Linked DNA regions of Zea mays: region 2 is linked to region 1. Evidence: chromatin contacts called from public Hi-C data. All regions are on one chromosome and are shown on one strand. The core of a region is the stretch at or near the end of the contact, and the rest is flanking DNA. Distances in the headings are between cores, read along the strand shown. Region 1 has its middle 150 kb from the start of LOC103632369. Region 2 holds the start of LOC103632369.

Region 1 (2,700 bases), core at 29-2,528:
ACCAAGCCTCAGATTAACCGGGCCTCACCGTAGGTACTAAAAATCAGTACATATATACAAGTATATAACATATTTTATATAGATTTATATGCTGGTTCTATAGAATGTTTAAAGGCTTAATATAAGTCAACAACACAACAACAATAAATAAGGAGAATTAATTGTAACCCATTAATCTTGACTTCGTAGTCTCAGGCATAGCCGTCTAGTCTTTCAGTGTGTAGTGAGACAGCGATGTTTGTCGTTTCATCTCTATCCCTCGCACAGTCGCAGGCAGACAGACGGTTGTGCCCTGTCCTCTTGATAACCAGTGCACAAGCATCGGGTACGGCGGCGCTTTCGTCCTGCCCTACACGGTGAAAACGAAACTAACATGACCTAATTGACTAATCTAACAACGTGCATCCATTTAATCACTGTTCGAGGTGACCTTCTTTTGAGTTATCTAGACATATATATATACGGCATTTTTCTACAAGATGTTAGGCTATATTTTAATTACTTTTTATTTAATATGAATATGTTTTCAGATATACATAAAGATTTATTTACAATATATACATACTATACCTATGTGTAATAATAATTATTATTATAAAGAGCCTCCAATATAAGTCTTGTCTCGGGCCTCTAAAATATTAGGACCGACACTGGTTGTAGTTCTTTAAAACACTGAATATATCTGAGAAACTCGTTCGTACAATCCAATATATTTAAGCCTTATAATTTTACTAGAATTTCTTAAGATATGGCTTGTTTATGTAGGTTGGAACTATATTTTAGACTAAGAGAACTGTGTTAGAGACGTTCTTTTATTAAGATAGTTTTTTTTTGCACTTACTCCAATAGATAACACTTAAAATACGGATCACACATGCCCTAAACACGCATTGGCCACGTACTCGTCCAGCGGCCACGGGAAATTATTGAAGGCCAACGTGGCACCAACCAACCAATCAACCAACAAAACCGTAGTTCATAGCGAATCCCCAGAAGGAAGGAATGATTATCGCACACGGCACTCGCAAAATATATATATTGCCGGGGTCCGGGCGGGTCGCAAGTCGCAACACAGACATGCACATGCGCTTTTGGTAGTAGGCTCATGCTGCTTTAAATTCAGACATGATTTAAATTCAGGCCCTTAGCTTAGCTCCAATCATGCCACTCATTGGCGTCATTTCTCCGAGCATATGCATCATCATCGGATAGGAGTATGCATGCATGCATGCTCCTTTTGTTCCGTGATGGAGACCGCCCGGCTACTCCTAACTGGTCTGACCAGTCGCATCAAACACCAACCACTTGTTGCACCCACGATTGATAGGGAGGTTATGCCATGCGTGAGCACTATAGTGACCCCGATAGCTGCTTGATGGAGCGCTGCCTTTCTCTTCTCTTTCTTCCTCCGTTTATGAGATACTACCTGCATACTCAAATATTCATTGCACGGCTACTTTATTTTTAAACTAAAATGCGATAAATAAAAAAAGAATAAAGTACCATATTAGTTTTTTTCTAAGTCAAACATCTATGTCTTTAATTATTGATTCCAAAATATTTGTATAGATTTGTATCATAACATTTAAAATTTTAAATTATTACAAGATATATATATATATAATTTATTCGTTATGTAACTTTATGCATTTAATAAACTATTTAATTAAGGATCTTAATGTTTAACTTAGAATAAAGCTAACGTAACGTATAAACAGAAACAGAGAAAGTATATATTTGCATATGCCGTTCAGCCATACTGTTGACGCCTTTCCGGAGCGTCAAACACTCAACAAGAACCGTGGCGGTGCCCTCTGCACAGGGGCGGACGGTCCGCGCGCGGGGCTGGACGGTCCGCGGCCTGGTGCGAGGCGCGGTGGTACTCTCTACGCAGGGGCGGACTGTCTGCGGCCTGGGGCCGGACGGTCCGCGGCCTGGTGCGCGGCTAGGGCTTCTCTGCCTGACGGCCGGACGGTCCGCGCCCTGGGGGCCGGACGGTCCGCGCGTACGCAGAGGCGGCGGAAGTCGCCGGCGGCGCCTAGATCTCGCTCCCGGGAGGGACCCCGTCGGGGAGGAGAGATCCTAGGTGGTGTCTAGACTCGGGCCGGCCGACCTAGACTCCTCTAATCGACGTAGAGCCGAAGAGAGACAAAGAATTTGGGGATTGGATAGCTAAACCTAAACTAGACTAGAACTACTCCTAGGATAAAATGTAAATTGTATTGATTGAAGGTTCTATTCGTTGTTTCAAATCGGCCGTAGACCTCTCTATTTATAGAGGAGGAGGGCTGGACCCGTTACAAACAAATTTCCGAGTGAATCCCATGAATCTAGCTAACAACCGTAGCACAAAACTCGGAACCCTAAACTGCTCTGCGCACGCGCGGACCGTCCGGCCCCCAGGCGCGGACCGTCCGGCCCCCAGGCGCGGACCGCCCGGACTGCGGATAGTCCGGCCTCAGGGCCGGACCGTCCGCCCTACTCAAAATGGGCTCCAACATATGCCCCCTTGCCTTTTGGTGGAGCTGAGCGAACCAAAAGCATCTTAACACGATGTGATTACATCTGTTTTCTTAAGCATTTTGCCACATACTGGGATGATACTGCTTGAGGAAACGCCCATTCAAAGCCTTAGGCAAATCTTTGCCTTGTAATGTTTGTAGCAAATAGGCGTTGCCAGACATCACATGTTTTACTTTA
Region 2 (2,700 bases), core at 140-2,639, 150 kb before region 1:
GCAGGGGAGGGGAATATATAAAGGGATGGAGCAATCTATAGATGTATTGGCATGACCGCTCGGTCCCAAGCATAATTTTTTAGTTTGATCTAAGCACGGTCTGATCCAATATTGTACGATGTCAGGCTCATACCTTGATATTTTCTTAGTTTCAAAATAAAATTCGCTTTACCTTTTTAATAGTAGAGTTATACAATAGTTAATATATATGTTCTATATATATCTAAATTTATTATCATCTATATAAATATAGACATAAAATTATAGAGCTAAAACGCCTGCTAATTTCAATCGGAGGGAGTAGCATTGTTCGGTTAAGCTTTTTTCTAATGAGTTTTGCTAAGATGTAGCTATGGAAAAAATCTGAGTATGGCTGAAGGAAAATTTTAAGCATCGTACGGAGGGAGACAACGAGTCTATAGCGTTCAAATTGAGAAGTGACAAATTCTTTTTATCACGACGATTTTTACTAAAGGGATTTTTTTAGAAGCAAATTAAAAAACTAGACATTTGAAGTTCCGTAACAGCTGGCGGCCAGAATTTGCCTTTAAGTTGAATCAAACACGCACATAGTGACTGCAGCACTATTTTTTTTGAAAAGGAAATAACTTATTCCAGCCTCTGCATGTCAGTATGCAACGTGAGACTGTAATCCATACTACTCAGCTCTAAAATGATTTAATGAAGCATAACTTAGATTGCACTTAGATATTATTATCATGAATTAAGTTATCTTTTAATTGTTTTTATAAATTATATGATTTTATTAATAAAGGTCGTGCACTTAGCGCTAGTATGGGCTAATGATAGTTGGTAATAGTATGTGACGGTCGATATAGATACGTAGCACTGAAACCCACATCATGACAAATTTAGATATTATTATTATATTTATGATAGACAAATTACACTCCCTCCATCATCTAATATATGTACTCGAATATAAGACATTAGTCTGGTTCCAGTGCAACCAATTCTTATCGACCACCACGTCAGATATCAACCACACTACCGGCCATACTATCAACTATCGTTAGCTCTGATCTATCGTAGTGCTCTAGTTTAGAGCCTTTACATCGTCCTACAGCCACTTCAGTATCATACCAACTTTTCTTTTACTAACTTTTATTTAAAATAAAACATGGCATTTTACTAAAATAAAAATGTATCCGAACCAGGGAAAACTTTCTCGGCGAGAAATTTCGAGAAAATCGAAAATCGCATTTCTCGCTAGGGCCCGATTATTTCTCTTACCGCTCAAATTTTTCGGCTGTTTTAAATTCAGCCGGCCCAATCCAGTTCGTATGTATTTTGGCTGTGAATAAAAGCCCAAAATACTACTCATATATAAATTTGGAACCCTAAAACATCTACAGCCGTCACCTGCTAGCCAGCCGCCGCCGTTCAGATTTTTTCACTGGCTTCTCTGTTGTTCTAGTTTTCTTCACGGGCAGGCTGCAGCTCTGTAGATTTTCTCCATCCCGCCAGCAGCCCAGCACAACCGCTCGTCAGATTTGCTGCTAGCTTCTCCCGTGGCTGTTCTTCAAGAGTCCGACGCCCACGAGCTTCCACCCTCTGACTCCCATGCTGCCCGCACTACCATCTCGTGTGAAGGAAGAGCTGTGCCCGAGAAAGTTCTGCAGATGTGTTGCTGGCCTGCTGTGCACCAGTTCTTCACGTGGCGGCTCTCCAAAAGACAGGTACAATACTATTGCATTTCTTGTACAGCTTGATGCATTTCATTTGGTGATATGTTCTGCCGGCTAGCACCAAGCGCTGGACAGCGACGAGATGGGTGGAGGCGCTAGCACTGTTCCTGCGATGTTGTGGGATTCGGACAGCGAAGATAAAGTGCACGTGGTTAACCATCCTACTGATCGTCGTGCTACTACTGACACATAGAAAGGAAAGACCATGGCTGATGCCAACACATCTTCTAGTAGTGCTGATGTGGTGCTTGATCGATATGGTAATTGATTTTATTGTTTAATATATACATGTCTCGGTATAAATAAATTTCTGTAGAATACTACTGAATTTCCGTACAAATTTATGATCAGATGGATTTCTATCGATTGCACATATTTGTGACCATTTGTGAGATACTACTTGTTAGAAATTTATGTAGAATGCTATTGGTAATGTATTTGCTAAAATAGTGTTTGGTAATGTAGGGAAACCAGTGAAGCTAAATGGACCAATTGATGTGACTTGGAACCATGGTGAACCATATCCTGGACCTCATGGGGCTGGCTTTAAGTGCTTTTATTGTTTTACCACCAAAAAAGGCGGGGGGTGTCTCGATTAAAAGAGAATCTAGGTCACATACTAGGGAGTGTGGAGGCATGTCGTAAAGTGCCAAATCATGTGAAGGACCTAATGTCTCAAAAAGTAACGGATGGGAGAATTAGGAGGGCACGTGGTAAGAAGCTTCGTTTGTTTGTTGAAAAGGAGGTTAGTGCAATAAGACATGGTTATCAAAGTGCAAGAATTCCTTTTGATGAAGAAGCACAGATTGATATGGCAATGAGAAATTCATTGAGGGATTCTTTTTCCACATTGGAACATGATAGTTGTTCACCTTTTGATAAGTCAACTGGTAGTGCAAGTGGAGCTGCAAGTTGTTCTACAGGGAAGCAAAGTAGGCTGTCAAGGTACTACAAGAATACACAAGATACCTCTAGAGGTCCTTTTGACATT

What was found. Hi-C and Micro-C count contacts between places; a contact is called where the count stands out from the background.
Region 2: a Hi-C map of leaf shows a contact between it and region 1, with 8 times the contacts expected there. The contact joins the promoter of LOC103632369 here to the enhancer-like site in region 1. A contact is called at or near these places in 3 of 25 Hi-C or Micro-C datasets (leaf and tassel).

Annotation. Positions count from the first base shown.
Region 1 is chr7:52,566,624-52,569,323 of Zm-B73-REFERENCE-NAM-5.0, reverse strand. No RefSeq gene overlaps it. Among protein-coding and RNA genes, the nearest start is that of LOC103632369, 150 kb to the left of the region's middle. Within about 2 kb of position 1,278, at least 14 of the 20 cell types and tissues checked have an H3K27ac peak or open chromatin away from gene starts, as enhancers often do. A contact at or near this core is called in leaf, where this site is marked.
Region 2 is chr7:52,717,820-52,720,519 of Zm-B73-REFERENCE-NAM-5.0, reverse strand. It overlaps LOC103632369, which reads left to right and starts at 1,389. Exons shown (of 4, transcript XM_035960916.1): 1 at 1,389-1,700; 2 at 1,768-1,969; 3 at 2,175-2,700. The coding sequence starts at 2,380.